Regions from separate parts of the Zea mays genome. Here all the other regions are linked to region 2. The links are chromatin contacts, called in public Hi-C maps. All regions are on one chromosome and are shown on one strand. Each heading gives the region's core, a stretch centred on a gene start, on an enhancer-like site or on the middle of the called end of the contact. The rest is flanking DNA. Distances are from core to core; before and after follow the strand shown.

Evidence for each region. Hi-C and Micro-C count contacts between places; a contact is called where the count stands out from the background.
Region 1: a contact with region 2 is called in a Hi-C map of tassel, with 1.6 times the contacts expected there. The contact joins two enhancer-like sites.
Region 3: a contact with region 2 is called in a Hi-C map of tassel, with 2.8 times the contacts expected there. The contact joins the promoter of LOC103638205 here to the enhancer-like site in region 2. A contact is called at or near these places in 6 of 25 Hi-C or Micro-C datasets (ear, endosperm, leaf and 2 more).

The regions. Positions count from the first base shown.
Region 1 is chr9:32,156,652-32,159,415 of Zm-B73-REFERENCE-NAM-5.0, reverse strand. It overlaps LOC103638205 (Helicase protein MOM1), which reads right to left. Exons shown (of 21, transcript XM_008661197.4): 21 at 1,753-2,764. The coding sequence ends at 2,291. It overlaps LOC103638206 (a long non-coding RNA gene), which reads left to right. Exons shown (of 3, transcript XR_558621.3): 2 at 1-750; 3 at 860-1,302. Among protein-coding and RNA genes, the nearest start is that of LOC103638206, 3.6 kb to the left of the region's middle. Within about 2 kb of position 1,470, at least 7 of the 20 cell types and tissues checked have an H3K27ac peak or open chromatin away from gene starts, as enhancers often do. A contact at or near this core is called in tassel, where this site is marked.
Region 2 is chr9:31,817,887-31,820,743 of Zm-B73-REFERENCE-NAM-5.0, reverse strand. No RefSeq gene overlaps it. Among protein-coding and RNA genes, the nearest start is that of LOC103638202, 130 kb to the left of the region's middle. Within about 2 kb of position 1,278, at least 19 of the 20 cell types and tissues checked have an H3K27ac peak or open chromatin away from gene starts, as enhancers often do. A contact at or near this core is called in ear, endosperm, leaf and 2 more, where this site is marked.
Region 3 is chr9:32,129,390-32,132,319 of Zm-B73-REFERENCE-NAM-5.0, reverse strand. LOC103638205 (Helicase protein MOM1) reads right to left here and starts at 1,475. Exons shown (of 21, transcript XM_008661197.4): 1 at 1,100-1,475; 2 at 334-990. The coding sequence starts at 835.

The sequences.
Region 1 (2,764 bases), core at 221-2,720, 340 kb before region 2:
GTATTGGGAATAAAGGAACAATGTTATGGTGATTGCTACTATCCTAGATCCAAGGTATAAGATGAGATATATTGAGTGGTGTTTTGGTAAGATTTTTTATGTAGACCAAGTTGGATTTGAGATAGAAGAATTTAGAGACGAATTGGAAAAGTTGTATGAAGACTATGAGATGCAACATAGAGAGAGAAAAGCTGCTCAAAGCAAGCTTAGTGCATCATCATCATTGGCAATGAATAGATCTTGTAGTTTGCCTACTGCATCATGTGAGTTTCAGTCATACTTATCATCTACTGAAGTGAATCCATCAAAAAGTGAGTTGCTCATCTATTGGATGAAACAATGTGAGTTTGGCTGATAAGGATTTTGATTTGCTAAGCTGGTGCAAGGTTAACTCACATAGATTTCCAGTGGTGTCGAGGATGGCAAAGTTCTTAATTGTGCCCGCTACCTCTGTGTCTTCAGAGTCTACTTTTCGCACTGGGGGTCGAACTCTAGATGACTATCGTAGCTCTCTAAGCCCTTCTATGGTAGAGGCATTGATATGCTCCTCTAGTTGGATTCGAAGTGCACATGATGGGAGTCATATGTATTGTAGTATGATATTCTTCTACTTTTTTATTCTAGTGTGTTTTCTATTTTTTTATCAATGTAATGCTCTATTTATTTTTTGGAGCAAGATGAAGAAGACGATATTGAAAACAATGCATTTCCAAAAAGTTTGGTGGAGAGCAACTAGATCTTGATATCTTTGTAAGTTTGTATCATGCTACTACTAAGTAGTAAGCGATTACCTACTTGAGTGGTTTTGATCTTTAATTTTTTTCATTAAATACTTATTGTCTTATTTGATGCTTTGTAGTGGACAATTGGATGGTTGATCACATAGCAAGTCGCATGGATGATGGACTCATCAGTCATCACTCATGGACATGTTCACATGGATGAGCACACAACAAGTGGCATTTGATTCTGGAATTTTGGATGGTGGTAGTTGCATGCCACTTGTATTTGTGTAACTGTGGGCTGTCACCTGTTAGGTTGTGCGGCTGTGGCATGGTTCTTTACTTCTTTTGTTTATCTCTTCACTGTTTAGACTTGAGAATTTGTAGTTGCATTCGTATTGCAGACTTTATTGTCTTACTGTTGGAGATGGTAGTGATGTTACTGAATACTGAGGTAGTGTAACTGTTGGAGTTGGCAGACTTTATTGTCTTGCACTTTTGCTATTGGAGTTGGTATTGCAGACTTAAGTGTTATTTCAGTTTGTGAGTAATGTGACTATGTCCCCTTATGTTTATTCAAGTCATAAAGTATTCAACATTTAACTTGTCTATAAACTGTTATTGCAATTTGCATTTTAGTGCTAGCAGTTTGCATTTTAATTGTAGTGAGACTGAGGCACTAGGCAGCAGGCCGGCTCGCAAGCCTGTTACGAGCCGAGTCGAGCCTTCATGTTGAGCTTGTTAGAGAGCCGTGTTGAGCTTGTTAGAGAGCCGAGCTCGCACACCCCCACGCTACATCATCTCTCATTAACCCAGAGTTATTGAGTCTCTATAAATGTCCTTACTATCATGGTGATCGCCGTCAGGCTGTATAAGCGAGCCTATAAATACAGATACACACTAGTAAATCCAAATCACATAAAACATAAATGTACATATATAGAACAGGTATAAATACAGATACATAGATAGCTAGCTATATAGATATAAAACTTAACATAGGACAGTGCTGCCGTATTTCACCAAGAAGAGAAATACAATACAACGTTGAAGTGACCGCCTTGGTCTAAATTGCTCTGTTACATACTCCCGCCGTTTCAATCAAATATATACAAGAAAATTTCAGCATTTATTATACATAATAACTATCATGGAGATGTTGCTACTGTTTTTTGTTGCTACTGTTTTTTTAAGTCAAACTAAAAAAAAGAAACATACGTAGAACCAAAACGATACACGGAGCTAGCACTCCGGCCTACAACGAACACCTCAGGGAACTAATCAATGACAAACATGTACAGAAACCTCATAGCGCTTGAAACCCAACTCCATCTCAGAGGTTAATATCCACATTCCCCAGAGGTTAGCGATTTACAGCAAACGTTGGCAGGCATTTGTCATAATACACATTTACAATGAACTTAATAAAACTGTCATTGCTGTTACCAGCCATTCACAGCACAAACAACATTCCCACCTTGTCAGAACGGACTCAAGGGAGCCGTAAAATAATGCCTAGTCCTTTCAAGCAGTCATCTATAACTGTCAGCCTTGTACACGTGCTAGCATCATTCATCATCTGACAGGCATACCACATCTATCTCGGAACCACCATTTGTAGCAGAAGCAATCGCCCCAGGCGAATTACTGCTGGCAGGAGCAATCACCCTAGGTGAATCACTGATCAACCCAAGACTGGTTGTAGTTGTAGCAGGAGTCGTTCCCCTAGGCACATCACTGCTCAACCCAAGACTGGCTGTATTTGTAGCAGGAGCCGTACCCCTAGGCACATCACTGCTCAACCCAAGACTGGCCGTATTTGTATCAGGAGCTGCCCTAGGGGCATCACTGCTCAACCCAAGACTGGCTGTATCCTTAGCAGGAGCTGTAGACGCATCATTCAACCCAAGATTAGCTGTAAGCCATGCATCCAGCGATAGGGAACCAGAATCTGGCAGCTGCATGCCTGTAGGGATGGAAGGCATTGTTGCATTCGAGCCTTTCGGTGCCCCGGCTTGTAAAGTTGGGTTAGGAGTTGGTGG
Region 2 (2,857 bases), core at 29-2,528:
ATAACAAAATAGGGTTATCAGATGATAAACAATATTAATATGAATTTATAGCAACCGGAATTGATCAATTTGGAGCTAAAATGGATTTAATATGAATTAAACAAGTTTCCAGATTTATTTTACACTAAAAACCCATTTTCTTATTTAATTCAGAGTATTCCTAATAATTCTGGATTGGGCACATAGTTTCTAGGAAGATCAGGTTTGTTTTCGCTAACTTTAGGTTCCCTGCGTAATATTCCTTATGAAAGGATGGACGGCGGGTTGAATGGATTAAAGTCGAGGGTCTCTTATGCAAAAATACTACGACGAAGGGGTATGGTTCGGTTATGACTGCCCGATCAGATTCAACGGCCTGGATTAGACCCTTCTTAAATCGAAGCGGTATGCTATGTGGACAATCGGATCAGAAACCTACGGCCGAGATCTTATTAGGCCCCCATCCACACACCCGTTTGATCTGAATCGAATGACTTATGTTACACCTACCCAAACCGATATCCGGATTTGATTTTGACCGCCTGATCAAGAATCGGCAACCCGGATCGTTATGCGCGAAGGGGTACATTTGATCTAATTGCAGCCGTTAAGCGAGCAATCGACTGACGTGACCATATCTCCCATCCCAGAAGAACACGACAGCGCCGCATGGCATACCCGCGAGGCCGCGATGGAGCTTCGCCGGCGGACACGCAATCCGATGCCCAAACACCCCAAACCTAAAATTGTCCGGTGCTAAACCTAGAGGGGAAGATGGCGAACATGCGGAGAGGGGTCTCACCTAAGTCAGAGATGTGGAGTTCGCTGCCCACGAAGAGGCGTAGTCCGCACCAGAGGGCATGCATCGGCGAGCAATTGCCGCCACTCTGAGGTACTCCGCGTGCCACCGGTCCCCACAACCGAACCCACTTGGTTGCGCTAGGGACCCTGCCACCCCCAGACTCGGATTGAAGAGGCCCCGCGGGATCTCACCTCGCCAACTGCGGCGGTGCTCCACAACTATGGTGATGGCGACGAGGTTACCTTGTTCTGGGTGGCGAGAGATGGTCCAAGGGTTCCAGGGGTACGGGGCTCAGCTCTTTATAGCATGGAGTCTGACCCGCACACCCGGGCAACGGCGGTTGGAGCGGCCCGACCGAGAAACCTGGCGCCGCTATTCTGTTGTGGTGTCTTCGATTGAGGGGTTAGTGATGACGACCGGGTCCCACATGTCAGCGTGTACAAGACTCGCGACAGGCTTGCGCCCTTGCGTGTTGAAACGGTCTGGCCAGACGGCCCACATGCCATAGACACCAAGAGAGGAGGAGCGCTAGGACCCACACGTCGGTGAGGCAGGGCGAGTGAGGAATGGGCCGCACGCGACAAAGGGGGAAAAGGGGATGGTCCGAAAACCTCGGTGGCGGCCTAGTATGAATTGTTTCTTTTTTTTTTCTTTTGTATTTCTTTCAAAATTTCAATTCCTTATTTCAAATTCAAACTCTTGTTTTTGAACTTCAACTTTTCAAGTGTAAAAATTAATCTTTATGTGAATATAAACTCTACTGTTTACAATACTATTATCTATTCTTTTCCTTGTCATTTATTTATGGAAGGAATAAATGGTTTCATTCCCTTTCTCATTTTCTATTTTTTATGTTTTTATTAAAATTGAAGATCTGATTTATGTTTTCAATAAAATGTATTGCCACAAAACCATTAGAAGAGATCAACCTTTCCTTAACTATTTATTGTTTAGTTAACTAATTTAATTTTATTAATTGATTATGAATAGGAAGGGTCCTTATAAATTCCTAAGGGTTTAAAAAATTCTAGAAATACTATCAAAAATATATTTATTTATTTATTTTATTATTTTCCCTTCTATCATTTTTGGGCTTTACATTAGCCTACCTCGTACCCGAGCAGCTACGATTCTATATGGCTGATTGTGGACCGCTTAACAGAGGTGACCCATTTCATACCAGTGGAGAAAACATATAATGGAGCAACGTTAGCTGAGTTATACATGTCTTGGATTGTCTGTTTGCATGGTGTGACGAAGAAGATAGTGTCAGATTGAGGTACACAGTTCACCTCTCATTTCTGGCAGTAGTTAGAAGAAGTTTTGGGCACACATTTGAAGTTCAGTTTAGCTTATCACCCACAGACCGACGCTTAGACCGAATGGACTAATCAGATTCTGGAAGACATGCTGAGAGTCTATGCATTGTAAGATAAGTCAGGTTGGGATAAGAAATTACCTTATGCAGAATTCTCCTATAACAATAACTACCAGGCCAGTTTGAAGATATTGCTGTTTCAGGCACTATACAGAAGGAGTTGTAGAACTCCACTGCTCTGGGATCAACCTAGAGAAAGACAGGTGTTCGGTCCTAACATTTTGCTCAAAGCTGAAGATAACATCAAAATGGTCTAAGGGAATTTGAAAATAACCCAGTCAAGGCAGCGCAATTATGCTAACACAAGAAGAAGAGAACTGAGTTTTGAATTGGGAAATTATGTCTATCTGAAGGTGTCACCTATCAAAGGAGTCAGAAGGTTCGGAGTCAATGGTAAGTTAGCACCACGATATATCAGACCATACCAGATTATGGCAAAGCGTGGAGAAGTGGCCTACCAGCTCAGCTTACCAGAAAGTCTATCAGCAGTGCATGATGTTTTCCATGTGTCTCAGCTGATGAAGTGTCTGTGAGTACTAGAGGAGCAGTTGCCAGTGGAAGAACTGGAAGTCCAAGAAGACCTGACATACGTGGAGAAGCCAAAGCAGATCCTAGAAACTACAGATAGAGTCACCCGAAGAAATACTATCAGAATGTGCAAAGTGAGATGGGGTCACCACTCCGAGGAAGAAACAACT
Region 3 (2,930 bases), core at 226-2,725, 310 kb before region 2:
GATCGCTAAGAAGCTATAAGCCCTCTTGGAATGACATTATGACAATGGAAGGATGATTAAGCAAGAGTGATATGCATGGAGTACTATGATATCGGTTGGGTTTTAGAAGGCTCAGCGCACTAAGGATGCTTCAAGACATTGCGCTCAACAATAAAGAAGACTAAAAGGGTGCAGTTCTTTTTAAGTAATAATATTGAGCATTTTAAAGCAATCTGACAAGTGGAATGTTTGCAACAGAGAAAGTAAGTAATGAGCTGGATTAGCGAGACTTCAAAAAAATACCCATCGTGCAAAAAAACCATTAATTCAATGAAATGGCATGGCATCATGTACCAGATTCTTCTCCTATATTGAAGAGTGCAATGTAGCTCTTCGCATGCAGGAGCCTTTTCTGCTTCTTGGACGGTGTAGAGGCAGTCAGAGCATCATCTTGGGTTTTTCTTTTGGTGGAGGCGGGCGTTGAGGTTTCATTAGGTTCTTGTTTTGAAGGAGAAGGTGAAACACTTGTGTTCCTAACTCTGGAGGGCTTTTTTGTTGAGTCTTTGGGGTTGTTTGGCAAGGGTGTGGATTTGGGGGTAGCAATTGCAGTGGCATCCTTGGTGGGCGTTTTAGCAGATCTGTGAAGGGGTGGTGTGTCAGCAAGTCTAGATTTGTGCTTTCCTTTGTTTTCTCGAGTGGACCTCCTGAGGTTTGGTGTGTGAGCACTGGCAGCTGCGGTGTTCCTGGTCTCCCTTCCATCGGCAAGCTTCCTTGTGGCAGTTGCAGAAGCAGCAGCTGGAGGAGAAGAAGGGGGGGGAGGGGCATCTCCTCCTCCTCCTGACCGGGTATTAGCCATGGATCAGTAGTAGCAGCAGCAGATCAACACCTGGGTCAGTTCAACCGTTTGTTCCTCCGAGGTGCGAATCACGCCCCCGCCCGCGGCACCGGCAGCGAACTCGTCCCCCAAAATCGCCGGCGAGCCCGAACCCCAACAACCCGAGGCCACTACCTCTGCGAGCGCGCGATCAGTCGTCAGAAAGAAATCTGTGTAAGTAGCAGGGTAGTCTGAGGAAGAGCAGGGGAGCGGAAGGAAAACGAAAGAGAAGCATGGATTACTTACCAGCCACGCTCCACCGGCAATGGGTTGAGAAGAAGAGATTTGTGGGTCCTGGAATCCGCTGCACCAGCTACCCTAGCTAGGGCTTGGCAGGGACGGGAGTGCTTGCACGGCGCTGGAGGAGGAAGGTCAGCAGGAGGCGGCCCGGCACGGCCCTGCCGAAACCCTATTCTACCTCCCCCTCCCTGACCGCCTCGTCTGATCGTCTCGCGAACACGAGGGGTTTTGCGGGTGAGGAGGCGGAGTCGACCCCACCGACCAAAGGAAGACGGAGAAAGGCGTGATCGGATGGTGTGCTCTCTCCTCTCTGTGGCTCTTCGCTCACTCAGACTGGAGTCAGTCTAAAAATAACTTTTAGTACCTAATCTTTAGTCCCCTCAATGGGTGTTGGTTAGAGGGATTAAAGATTAGTCTGTAGTTTTTAGTCCTATTTAGTCTTTTTTAGTTAAACACTAGGACTAAAATATAGACTAAAATGATTTAGTCTTTAGGGGGTGTTTGGTTAGAGGGACTAAAGATTAGTCTCTAGTTTTTAGTCTCATTTAGTCCCTTTTTAGTCAAACACTAGGATTAAAATATGAACTAAAATGATTTAGTCTTTAGTCCTTCACATATGTGCTAAAAGGGACTAAACCATATTAATTCCACATTTACCCTTTGTTTAGTTCAATTGTACTAATAGCAGGAGAATGTTAAAGGTCATTTTAGTCTTCTTATGAGTCATTTAGTATATTTTTACTATTTTTAGCCCCTAGAACCAAACATGTTAGAGACTAAACTTTAGTCCCTAGACTAAAGAAACCAAACATGGCCTTAGTCCTTCACATATGTGCTAAAAAGGACTAAACCATATTAATTCCACATTTACCCCTCATTTAGTTCAATTGTACTAATAGCAGGAGAATGTTAAAGGTCATTTTAGTCTTCTTATGAGTCATTTAGTATATTCTTACTATTTTTAGCCTCTAAAACCAAACATGTTAGGGACTAAACTTTAGTCCTCTAACTAAACTTTAGTCCCTAGACTAAAGAAACCAAATATGGCCTGACTCCAACACGAAGTCATTTTAGCCATTCATGTATTTTGCTTGTTATAGTCATGTTTGAAAATTAAACCAGTTTTTATTTTTTATCTAGAATAGGCTAACTTCTTAGTTTTTAAGAAACGGGGAATCCAGTTTCTATAAACTAAGATATAAACTAGTTTATTTAGAACCAGTTCAATTTTTATAAACTAGTTTCTTAAAAACTGAGTGCATACATTAAATTGTTATGGTTGTTACAGGTAGTTTAGCTAGTCATATAAATTTAGTGTATTCAACAAAAAATCATTTTACCATCTAGTATCGGGTCGGTGGTGAATGGTGGAGTTACTCTGTCATTGAGACACATATTAAAATGGTTGCCCCCTTTCTATACCATTCATTTTAGCTTTCCTTTCTCACCTCATCCAAAATGATTGTTCTTTTTACCTGTCCTGTTGGATAAACACTACCGTACCTATATAACATCTAGTTTAGCTTTGGATGTCCTTTAGTTGTCCTGTTGGAGCCAGGGCTCAGAGGCTAACCAACCTATGTTATGCTAATTACTAGCTATTATAGCGCCACGTAGCCCTTGAATTCGTAGTCGTCCGATAGATTACCAACGAACACGCGACCGTTTCCGTACACCCTTCCAACAGGCCGGTGTATCCATTTAGAGCAAGTTTAATAATTGCCAATGAACATGCGACTGTTTCCGTACACCCTTCCAGTGGCACTGTGTATCCATTTAGAGCAAGTTTAATAGTATAGCCAACTATTGGCTATAGGACCTTTGCAATCTACCTTAT